Regions from separate parts of the Mus musculus genome. Here regions 2, 3 and 4 are each linked to region 1. Evidence: chromatin contacts called from public Hi-C and HiChIP or PLAC-seq data. All regions are on one chromosome and are shown on one strand. The core of a region is the stretch at or near the end of the contact, and the rest is flanking DNA. Distances in the headings are between cores, read along the strand shown.

Region 1 (2,700 bases), core at 158-2,657:
GGAAAGCCTGTTTTGAATCATCAGATATAAACTTAAAAGGTGAATTTTACCCTTTCTCCTTTTGCATTTCCGTTGGCCCTGCGGAAGGCTTGCCTGCAGATGAAGCTATCTTGTGGAGAATAATATTCTCTCTTTCCCTGAACAACTACCTACCTGTGGTTTGCAGAAATTACTGGAGACAACACACCATGACGGATGGAAGCAGAACTACAATGGAAGACACTAAATCTTTTTGGTTTTATTCTTTTGGCGGGGGCGGGGAGGGGAGCAGCGGGGGGGGGGGGTGACCAGGGATACTTTCTGTTGTTTTGACAGCGTAAAGTCCCTGTGTAAGATGAGGCTGAGGCAGAGTTTATTTGGCTCATTTTAACTTCAAAGAGTTCTGGTTGAACTCCACAGTCATCAAGAAAATTGGGAAAGGGGGTGGGAAGCCTTCTTAAAAGTTTAGTAAAATGAGTTTCATCTAGAAATCTAGCGTTCAGGAGGCTAAACGGTTAGGATGTTTATAAAGTGCTACGAAACTTTGAGAGAAGTCAATGCTGTCATTGTCCCTGACTTTGAAGACCCGGCGTATCTATTTTAAGTAATCTGACATTAAAAAAATGTGCTGACAAATATAGATTTGAAAAACAACACAGGAAGTTGTAAATCAGCCCGTAACCCTTAGCATGGAGGAAGCAAGAGACCAGGGAAATGTAGCCATTTGCTTTAGTCAACCCCAGCCGTCCTGTCCTTTTTAACTGAAGAGAGTTTGCCAAAGGCATGATGTTTACATTTCAGATCTCTTGCTTTCTTTTTTGTCTTACTCCTCGTTTGTGTGCTTCTCTCGTCTCCAGTAGGCTCATAAATTATTACTAGGAAACATGTTATCATAGGTATAAATATTTCCCTCTCTGGTTAGCTCTGCTTGGTCCCCCTGCTACCTGTTTTAATATCTCCTAGTTGAGTCCTAAATTGTATTATTAGGGGCAGTCTTCAGGCTGACAGGGAAAAGGGGCTTCCTGTGTCAGAGGCGGCGCTGCAGGTCACTTTCTGGATGTTGTTACAGTAAAGGCAGACTCACTTTGGAGGAGTCTGGGTCCTTCCTCTTTACACACCGAGTTCTCTAAGAAAACTTTTTGCCTATATTTAGCAGACTCTGCCCGTTTACTCTTAAACACAGCTCGGAAGTATTTTGGTGATATCTAGATTCTAAGCTGGAATGTTCTAGATATCCAGGCTCCCTTTACCCTACTCCAACCCAGCCTGATGTATATTGAAATCCTGGACAGACTCCTCCTGCTTCTATCGAGAGTGAGAGCAGTTTCTTTGTGAAGTCCTTCTGAACTGCTTTAGGTCATCTCTGGTCCAGTTACAGAAGACACATTCCATGTTGCTGAATTTCAAACGGCCTTTGCTCTGTTTACACAAGTCGTCAGAAGCTGCCCAGACCCAGTGTTTTCCTGTAGTGATATAGCATATCTCAGCTGTACAGCCTGTGTGTTCTGGAGTTTTACTGGGCAGGCCTGGGCTTGCCCACTTACCCTATGTTATTGTCTTTTCAAGCCTCCCCCGTTTTCCAGCTTCTTTACCTTACTGATATCAGTGGCTTCACTTCTACAGGACACAAAGTAGAGTAATTATTCCCTCTGCCCAGGCCTAACGCTCAATCATCCAGGAAGCTCTTCGGGAACAGCTCCACAATGTTTATACATCTGCCTTACTTTGGCTCTTTGCCTTTCTTTTCTTTTTTTTTTTTTCTAATGTTTTTTTTTAATTGGGTATTTATTTCATTTACATTTCCAATGCTATCCCCAAAGTCCCCCACACACTCCCCCACCCACTCCCCCACCCATCCACTCCCACTTCTTGGCCCTGTCGTTCCACTGTACTGAGGCATATAAAGTTTGCACGACCAATGGGCCTCTCTTTCCACTGATGGCCGACTAGGCCATCTTCTGATTCATATGTAGCTAGAGACACGAGCTCAGGGCGGGGGGGGGGGGTGGTGGTACTGGTTTGTTCATATTGTTGTTCCACCTATAGGATTGCAGATCCCTTTAGCTCCTTGGGTACTTTCTCTAGCTCCTCCATTGGGGGCCCTGTGATCCATCCAATAGCTGACTGTAAGCATCCACTTCTGTGTTTGCTAGGCCCTGGCATAGTCTCACAAGAGACAGCTCTATCTGGGTCCGTTAGGCAAAATCTTGCTAGTGTATGCAATGGTGTCAGCGTTTGGAAGCTGATTTTGGGATGGATCCCCGGATATGGCAGTCTCTAGATGATCCATCCTTTCATCTCAGCACCAAACGTTGTCTCTGTAACTCCTTCCATGGGTGTTTTGATCCCAATTCTAAGAAGGGGGAAAGTGTCCACATACCTTTGCCTTTCTTGACCCTGCTCGTTTGCATCTTTGAAGCCCAAGTTCTTGCCTTCACAGACCTCAGGCTCCAGTTGTAAGAATTGCCAACGTTTTCTAACTTGTTTTACAAAGTGCAAAGTGACTAAACACACTGCGGGTGCTCAGTAGATATTTTTTAGAGAGAGGATGGTTAAAAAAGGATGGAGGGGCCTTGAGGTTGCTCAGAAGATAATGGTGTTTGTCATGAAAAGCTGGCAGCCTGAATTTAAGTCCCAGACCCCGTGAAAGGTGGGGACAGAGAAAACTAACTCCAGAGTTGTCCTCTGGCCTGCATGTGTGCTCCATGGTAAGAAGATCTC
Region 2 (2,700 bases), core at 41-2,540, 240 kb before region 1:
ATTGCCTACGATCTCCCACACCTCGCCAGGTAAGATACGGTCCCGTTTGCGAGATGCCAACCGTGCTTCCTGGTGTTTATCCACATGGCAGTCATCACAACGCTTGACACCAAACCTACAGACACAATGACAATCACATCCTAGGGCCCCAGCCAGAATGTTCAGTTATTGAGCACAGTTGTGCCAGGAAAACAGTGCCTCTCGTTGAACATATGCTCTGGACAGGCAAGCGCTAAGCCTTCAGTGAGTGTTTAGTCACAGTAGCAAGCCCAGGAGGGATGGATGCGTTTGCTGCTTCCGACTTGTGCACAAGGAAACTGAGGTTGAGAGACATTATGCAGCTTGTTCAAGGTGACCTTACTCTGGACCCCAGGACGGTCTGATCCCACAGAGCACTAAAGTGGCTACTCCTCACAGGTCCTGTGAGAAGCTTCTAGCCAGGAAAACCTGTTATGAGAAGGGAGAAGGCACAAGCAGGCTCGGAATGAGGCAGCTTGCTGGCGTGAGAGATGCTCAGCAGAGGAATAACATTAGGGATGCAAGGGTCATATGGAACAGAGGTCAGGAGTCACAACCCTGGAAAGCCAAGATTCCCCCTCTTCTGATGCTGCATCAAGCATCCATCTACCTTGGAGGGTGTACGAAGTAGCTCATTCTAGGTTCACCATCGAATCCTTAGCTGCCAGTTAAGTGTAAGCAGGTATTTACCTTGCCCACCAAATGCTTCTGTGTTTAAGAGAGGCCACTGGAGGTGCTGGAGAGATGGCTCAGAGGTTAAGAGCACTGACTGCTCTTCCAAAGGCCCTGAGTTCAAATCCCAGTAACCACATGGTGGCTCTCAACCATCTGTAATGAGATTTGACACTCTCTTCAGGTGTGTCTAAAGACAGCTACAGTGTATTTACATAAAATAAATTAAAAAAAAAAAAGAGAGAGAGGCCACTGGAAATAGGAAGCCCAGTGAATTTCTGGAATGGGCAGCTATTTCTCCAAGGCCGTTAGAGTAACAATCCTATTTCATTTGCAGGTGGTTTAACGTGAGCATTGTTTCGGAGAGATAAGTAAACAAGGGTTCCCATCTCCTGGCTTCTCTCTTCCCGAGCCCTCCCCTGGTTCCACAGACATTTTTTGTATTGATTAAAGTACAATTACATTATGGTTGGGGTAAAAGCAGCTCTAGAATAAATCATTTTAAGAAGAAACCGAGGGGGGCTCGCTCTCCGTGCCCTACTAAAGTACGGCTGTCCGTCACGGCTGGAAAAGCTTCTTTTTGCAGTGGGCAATAATTAATACAGTGACTCATAGCTGGCGACATGCTGAGAATGAATGACTGTTAAGTGCCCAGCCCTAAATAGTACGTCCGAATCACCCCTGTACGACTCAGGGGCCATCACACACACACATACATACACACACACACACACACACACACACACACACACACACACACACAAACACACACACACAAAGCGGGGAGAGGGGTTGGAAAGATCCTAAGAGAGGGAGGATTGAGAGGCTCCTACAAAACACTGTTTTCTCAATATAATCATGAACACACAGTATAACCTAAAAGTAAGACTCGAAGCAGGAAGGGGACCTAGTTGGGAAGAAGAAAGGGGATCTATAATATTGGGATTCAAGAAGAGAGAACACACCAGCGGATGTAAATACAGTCACAGTACAAGCCAGACTTGTGCAAACTTATAATAAGCTAAATTAAAATGATCAAAGAAGAGAGGCAGGAGTAGAGATGGTATCCTGGGAAGAAGCAATATAGAAAGAGCCATGAGGCAGGCTTTGGCTTTGCAGAGATGTGCTAGCTCATGCCATGTCTGCATTTCCATTTCCTGTTCTCTGCACAGATGGGGAGGTGGAGCCAGGGAGGGTAGCCGCGTTGCGACTTCCAGTAACCCAGAATCACCATTGCCCTCTTTGCTTCTCCTCCATAGGAAAGTCTTAACGCTTATATGATAGAACTGCCTGGGTAGAAATACAAATATGTCGTCAAATATTCTACATGGATGCCTAAGGTTTGTGGCGTTCCGTAGGGCCATGGGAACAGTCATGGCCAACGTGGCTAAGACACTTCTGAGATATAGGTATTTCCATGCACGCATATAAATGCTCCTGAAAGGGAAGCTTGAATACAGTAGAAACTAGTAAGGTCAGGATCTAGGATGCAGAAGGAATTCTTCACAGCCAGAAAAGACAGTAGGGTAAGAAGATGGACATACTAACCACCTGACCACGGGAATAGGATGCAGTGACTATGATGGTCAGCAGCAGTCTGCTCCTGCTTTTGAGAGCCCACAATGGTCCCGGGTAAAACAGGACGTGTGACATCGCTAATGAGTAGAAGAGGTTTAGTCGGCTTCCATAAGTCTCAGAAGAAGGACAAAACCACGCCCCTCTGTGGGGAGTTCCCTTAAGATGAAGGTTGGGCTAGAGCTCTTTTGGCTGTCAACTTCAACAGACAGCCATGTGGCCACTGCTGTCTGACTTTCTGCCTTAAAAAAAAACAAAAACAAAAACAAAAACAAAACTGGAAGGGGCACTGGAGTGTAGGTGTCAATTAAACAAAACCAAACCAAAATATTGACTAAAAACAACAACTATAAAAACAGTACATATTCAGAAAGCTTCCCCTACTGACTTAAAGGTCATGGTATTTTCTCCTGATTTGAAAAGATGTGAAAGCAT
Region 3 (2,700 bases), core at 188-2,687, 210 kb before region 1:
ATAACACATTCCTTAACCCTTCTGTTCCCACACAGAGATCTTTCTTCACTTTAAAAACAGCATAAAAGCAAACAAACAAACAAAAAACACCCTCCAGTGTGAAATGGGCTGAAGAAGTAACCCCCACCCCAGGAGAGACCCAGTTGGTGCTGGTCTCAGGCTGAACTTGCTTGGGGGGGGGGCAATAAATGTGCTGCATCACGTGGAAGAAATGTTTATTGTTTTAATGATTAGCCTTTTCACTAGCTGCATCTGTAGTTGTTGTCAGCAGCCACTTAAGAGTCTTAAATGAAGACTCTGGAAGGTTTTTAAAAACAAATAGGCTGCTCTCAAGGGAAAGGTGATTTAAAGGAAACAAAAACAAAACAAAACAGAAAAACAAAAAACAACAACAACACCAGCAAACCAGGCAAGGATGGTGAGGAGAGTTGGAGTGGCCACTGGGAGGTACCACTGGGCAGAGTTTCCCTTTGTGCAGTTTAATTTGTTGCCAGACACACATTTGTGCTGTTTTAATTCTGTTCTTTCACTATTCACAGAGAGACGGGAAATGACACAAACTGGCATAAGAGGAAACTTACTAACTCTGAGCAAGAGAAGCACTTTCATTTAGCTGGGTTTTATATTATAAAAAAAAAAAATCTGCCTTTGAGAGTCAATCTAATTCTTTCGTTATTATTGATGTTTTTTTTAAACAGGCTAGAGGAACTGGGCTTTAAAAAAAAATAGCACACTCAAAGTTTGACTTTCTCCACGGAGAGGTGAGTTTTTCCATTCTTTGCTAGCTTCCTGGCTAGCGGGAGGGTCCTTAAGCAATCTCAAAAGTTCATCTTTCTTTGATGAGAACAATGAGGAAGGATCTACAGAAGAAAAGGCTCTGCGAGCTGAGAGCTTCCACTCACAGTGTGGTATTGGAGGTGGTTTTGGTGTGGCAGAGAGAGAGAGAGAGAGAGAGAGAGAGAGAGGGAGAGAGAGAGATACAGAGAGATACAGAGAGAGGGAGAGAGAGAAACGGAGACAGAGATAGAGACAGACACACAGAGACAGAGGTATAGAGACACAGAGAAAGAGACAGAGAGACACACAGAGAGATAGAGGCACACAGAGAAAGCCAGAGACAGAAACAGAAAGGAACAGAGACACAGAGAGACTGAGATTGAGTGAGAAAGAGAAAACTTGAGGTTAAAAAAAAAAGGCCAAAACAATCCTTTGATGTGACAGCCAGAGAAGGAGAGTCGGACAATCTCTGGGATGGGACAGTGCATGGCCAAGAGCATCCGCAGTGTTCCTGGTCTAAAAGCCCCCAGTCTAAAGCCTGACAATGTACATTCACAAACTTTAGATCAGACAGATAATGGAAACTCATTACATTAAGGAAAGTTTTTGTTTCTCTTTGCACATTATTACAACACAGCGTGCATTCCAATTACGAAAGCTATTTGTCTCAAATTCCCCACAGTTCATACCAACCCAATAGAATTTCAAGGCCCTACGTTCTGTCCTTAAAGGGGTGCCTCACATTTACAAAAAGAAAAGCTATGGGGTTTCTCTTGTTCGCCTAGAGGGTCCCTCAATCAATCTCCTGTTGGGTATCTCCCTTCCCAAGCTAACCCCACAAAAGGGTCCCAAATGACAGACTGACTGACTGACTGACAGACACACACACACATCCCAAACCATCTGGGAAGCCTTCTATCAGTCTACACTTGTGGGCTTCATCTCAGTCCCACAGAGAAGATTCTAGGGCAGCTGCACTTAGCCATTAGCCTGGTACTCCTTAGTAAATCTAAATGCCATTTGATTTCAAAGCCACTAATCTACATTTTCAAGACCAAACCATCAGCAGCAAGTGCTTTGAATAGTTAGACAAACCTGTTTCTTCTGGAACCACATGAGGTGAGGGGAGGGAGGGAGAGTGGGGGTGGAAACCACAAAGATTATGGACTTTTTTTTTTAAAAGGGCTGTGTGTGTATGTGTGTGTGCTCATTAATAAACTATCCCCTTGAAACACAAAACAACTATACAGAGAAACCCTGTCTCGAAAAAAAAAAAAAAAAAAAAAAGAAACACAAAACAACCCTGCTATAAATACTCTTGTTTACATGTGTGACATCAAGCTTAACCATTTACATAGCCTTTTGTCCCCCCACGGGTTTCCTGTTTAATGTTTTATTAGTAACGCTATATTCCATAACTCAAGGAAGAAAAAAAAAAGAGTCAGACAAAGGTTTTAATGTTAAGGTAAAAGCAAAGCAATCAAATGGAGACACAACAGTGGTCACACTGGAAGAAGGTGACCCAGCAGATTCACTGCTAGTCAACATTTTCACACATCATAAAAGTAGTCAGGGTGGGTTGATAAAACTGGGCCTGTGTGAACAGGAAATACGTAAAGACTATTTTTAAAAATTCCTCAGCCGAGAAGAAAGAAAAAAAGCTACCTTAATAATTTTCTATAATGTCGCTCATGACAAGAGGGCTGTGGGTCTAAAATGCCACTGTCGGACATCTATCAAAGAACTACCAGGCAACAGTTGCTAGAAATGGCAGGATGGTCTCGACGCTATTGCTCAAACAGCACGCCTCACCACAAACCAGAATCACATGAAAGAGAGTCAGTTCCCTGGTGTTATTCAGTCTATGTCTGTTAAAAAAAATCGTCAGGGTTTCTTGTAAAAGCTAAGTTCTAGGTTTAAAAA
Region 4 (2,700 bases), core at 38-2,537, 230 kb after region 1:
CATGTTCTCTTCACTGGAGGAGTCAAATTTCAGCCTAGCACAATCGATGAATGTTTATGAGGCTCATTATGGGTCTAGACTCCCCTCATGCTCAGTGCCATTATGAGCAAACACTAAGGCTTGGCTTTGAACCTCGTGGTATCTTATGCTGACCGGCTTCACTTACATCCTGGTTTGTGTACTTGGGGTCCTGTTTCTGTATTCTGTAGAATGCTTGGCCACTTGCTGGCATCACATAACTGTCCAATAAAAGTAGTGATAAAGTTGTAAATTGTTCTCTTGATTTGCCTCCATATTAAAAAATAGACTACACAGGAAGAAATACGTTCTCATGGTTTTTGGCAAAAGACAATTCAAAGCCTTTGTTAATGGGAACACAGACTCTTCTCTCTCCTGCTTAGTAATCAGGAAGATGAAAACTATTTACGCAAAGAATCCTGGCTGGATCATCCTTAAATCATTTATAACTCACTGAGTGCTTTGAATAATGGAGAAGCTAGGGGGGCCTCTGATTCAATTTTATCTCCTTTGTTTCTTTACTATCTTTGTGCTTTCTTACATTTAGAAGAATGTTACAAAAAAGAGGGTTGGGATTTTTTTTTAAAGAAAAGCTATTAAAAGCTTTTAGGAGGACTTGAGCTTTAATCAAACCTTTCTGTATTCAGGGAGGCCAAATCTCCATGGACCTGGAGACAGCCTGAACGTTAAGCATTTGAAAAGCAAACTAAATTCATGAGCTAAGCCTTGCTTCCTTCCCCTGTCAGCCTTATCATTCTTATAATAGATGCGACATTAGCTCAGTACATTCTATGACACAAAGTCTCCATTAGATCACAGTATCAAATGATGGGAGCGCATATTTACCTGACATTTTTCATTTATAAGTGCTACATTGCATATGTATTCATCTTCCTAGGCTAATTACTAAAAATAAAAAAAAAAAACCCAAAACCTCGGTAGTTTAAAAACTGTAGCTATCTTCCATGTTACAGTTCTGGGCCCAGCTCAGCTCAGCAGGCTCTCAGATCTATCTCAGCTGCTGAAATCAAAGCTGTACATGGTGTAATTGCTTGCAGGAGGCTCTAGGGCTGGGTTCAACTCTGAGCCTTTTTACACGGTTCTCAGAGCCCCATTCCGTAGGACTGTGGTTTCTGCTTCCTTCCTGGGTATTACGTAGATGTTTTTCTCAATAAGTACAGGCTACCTGCCTCTGATGACTAACCAGCTCCTCTCTCTCTCTGTAAAGCTAGACATCAAAGATCAAGTCCTTTTACGTGTTGAACCTTTAGCTCTCCTCTCTTCTCAATGGCTCACTTGATTCGATTAGGCTCACCCCAATAACCTAGAGCAATCTTACCATATCCTTATCTGGAAACTCCATTCTGCCCTCTAGTTCTTTTGCCATGTCAGCTTTGTACGACTCTGTGGTCAGGAAAGTCCATATTTTCCTTAGCTTATGGTGTGCATTAGGCAAGGGTTGCAGCGTTAGTCTGAAAGGCTTGTTTTTATTTTATGTGTCCAGCACATGTCTGTGCACAGTGACCCTGCAGAGCCCATGAGGGATGGTTGTGAGCTACCTTGCAGTTGCTGGGAACTGAGTTCTGATCCTTTGAAAGGTGACAAGTCCTCTTAGCTACTGATCCATCTCTACAGCCTCAGCTATCCTCATTTATAGATGAAGGAAGGCAGTGTCTTTGTGGTGTAATTAGTAATGATAATGAGAAGGTCAGTGGCTGGAGATCTTAGTTTCTGCTATTGTTAGCTTTAATTAACATTCAAGAATGCACAGCAAAATATTTCATCTGGGGACGTGAAGATGAAAGATACAGCTTATAATAGTTAATCTTCGCTGTTAAAATACCTGGACTTAAAATCAACCAGAAGCCCTACCTCTGTATTATCCTGTGAGGGCATTTTTCAGAGAGGTAGGTCCCATCTAAATGTGTGTCACGCCATCTCATTATCCCTGGTCCTAGTCTGAATAAAGAGGGAACCATGAGCTGAACACCCACATTTATCTCTCTCTGTTTCCCTGGAGATGTAACGTGACTAGCTGCTTCATTCTCCTGTCAGCATGGCTTCCCATGGTGATGGTCTGTATCCCTTCAAACAGTGAGCCAAAAGAAGTCCTTCCCTGCTTAAGTTGCTTTAGACAGACGCTGTGTCACAGCCATAAAAATAAGTGGTTCAAAGCAACCACACTCCTGCACCAAAACCCACACAGATACATACACAGACATTTTAAAAAAAATTAATATTTATAGAATTTGTATTTTTTTTTCTGTGTGAGTGTATGCATGCAAACCTGGGCGTGAAGCAATGGAGGGCCATGAAATCATACGCTAGGGAAGGCATCCATGTATAATGTGCCCTCACACTTAGGGATGCAAAGACATGGGGTTGAATGGAATAGACTAGACTAGGCTAGACTAAACTAGAAGGCTATGAAAGGAAAAAAAAAGAAAAAGAAAAAAGAAAATGAGTTTAGAGCTCTGATCCCAGCACTCGGGAGTTTGCAGCAGGAGAGACGAGTTTACAGAAGTCGAATCACAAACGATTTTTTTTTTAACCTCAACAACCAACACCAAACAAAAAATATCCAAGTCAAAACTGTTGATTGCTCGGTAGCTTTCTTTTCCACAGAACAGTTTTCTTGCTTGAGGCAATAGGACACAGGCTGATTATCCTGACCTGGGTATT

Evidence for each region. A called contact is a pair of places that touch in the nucleus more often than the background predicts. HiChIP or PLAC-seq counts read pairs in DNA pulled down with a chosen protein or histone mark.
Region 2: a contact with region 1 is called in a FOXA1 HiChIP or PLAC-seq map of pancreatic cancer cells. The contact joins two enhancer-like sites. A contact is called at or near these places in 2 of 484 Hi-C or Micro-C datasets (embryonic stem cells and liver) and 1 of 115 datasets of contacts at active chromatin or transcription factors (pancreatic cancer cells).
Region 3: a contact with region 1 is called in a Hi-C map of Th1 cells, with 3 times the contacts expected there. The contact joins two enhancer-like sites. A contact is called at or near these places in 4 of 484 Hi-C or Micro-C datasets (CD4 T cells, Th1 cells, bone marrow-derived macrophages and 1 more) and 2 of 115 datasets of contacts at active chromatin or transcription factors (bone marrow-derived macrophages and embryonic stem cells).
Region 4: a contact with region 1 is called in an H3K27ac HiChIP or PLAC-seq map of regulatory T cells, with 2.5 times the contacts expected there. The contact joins two enhancer-like sites. A contact is called at or near these places in 3 of 484 Hi-C or Micro-C datasets (all in CD4 T cells) and 1 of 115 datasets of contacts at active chromatin or transcription factors (regulatory T cells).

What each region holds. Positions count from the first base shown.
Region 1 is chr10:68,445,419-68,448,118 of GRCm38.p6, forward strand. All of the region lies in intron 5 of Cabcoco1 (ciliary associated calcium binding coiled-coil 1), which reads right to left. Among named protein-coding and RNA genes, the nearest start is that of Gm40683, 60 kb to the left of the region's middle. Within about 2 kb of position 1,408, at least 135 of the 459 cell types and tissues checked have an H3K27ac peak or open chromatin away from gene starts, as enhancers often do. A contact at or near this core is called in Th1 cells, bone marrow-derived macrophages, pancreatic cancer cells and 1 more, where this site is marked.
Region 2 is chr10:68,202,216-68,204,915 of GRCm38.p6, forward strand. All of the region lies in intron 3 of Arid5b (AT rich interactive domain 5B (MRF1-like)), which reads right to left. The region is part of intron 2 of Gm51770 (a long non-coding RNA gene); the gene reads left to right. Among named protein-coding and RNA genes, the nearest start is that of Gm51770, 52 kb to the left of the region's middle. Within about 2 kb of position 1,291, at least 20 of the 459 cell types and tissues checked have an H3K27ac peak or open chromatin away from gene starts, as enhancers often do. A contact at or near this core is called in pancreatic cancer cells, where this site is marked.
Region 3 is chr10:68,238,419-68,241,118 of GRCm38.p6, forward strand. All of the region lies in intron 3 of Arid5b (AT rich interactive domain 5B (MRF1-like)), which reads right to left. Among named protein-coding and RNA genes, the nearest start is that of Arid5b, 39 kb to the right of the region's middle. Within about 2 kb of position 1,438, at least 126 of the 459 cell types and tissues checked have an H3K27ac peak or open chromatin away from gene starts, as enhancers often do. A contact at or near this core is called in Th1 cells and bone marrow-derived macrophages, where this site is marked.
Region 4 is chr10:68,672,549-68,675,248 of GRCm38.p6, forward strand. No RefSeq gene overlaps it. Among named protein-coding and RNA genes, the nearest start is that of Tmem26, 50 kb to the right of the region's middle. Within about 2 kb of position 1,288, at least 60 of the 459 cell types and tissues checked have an H3K27ac peak or open chromatin away from gene starts, as enhancers often do. A contact at or near this core is called in regulatory T cells, where this site is marked.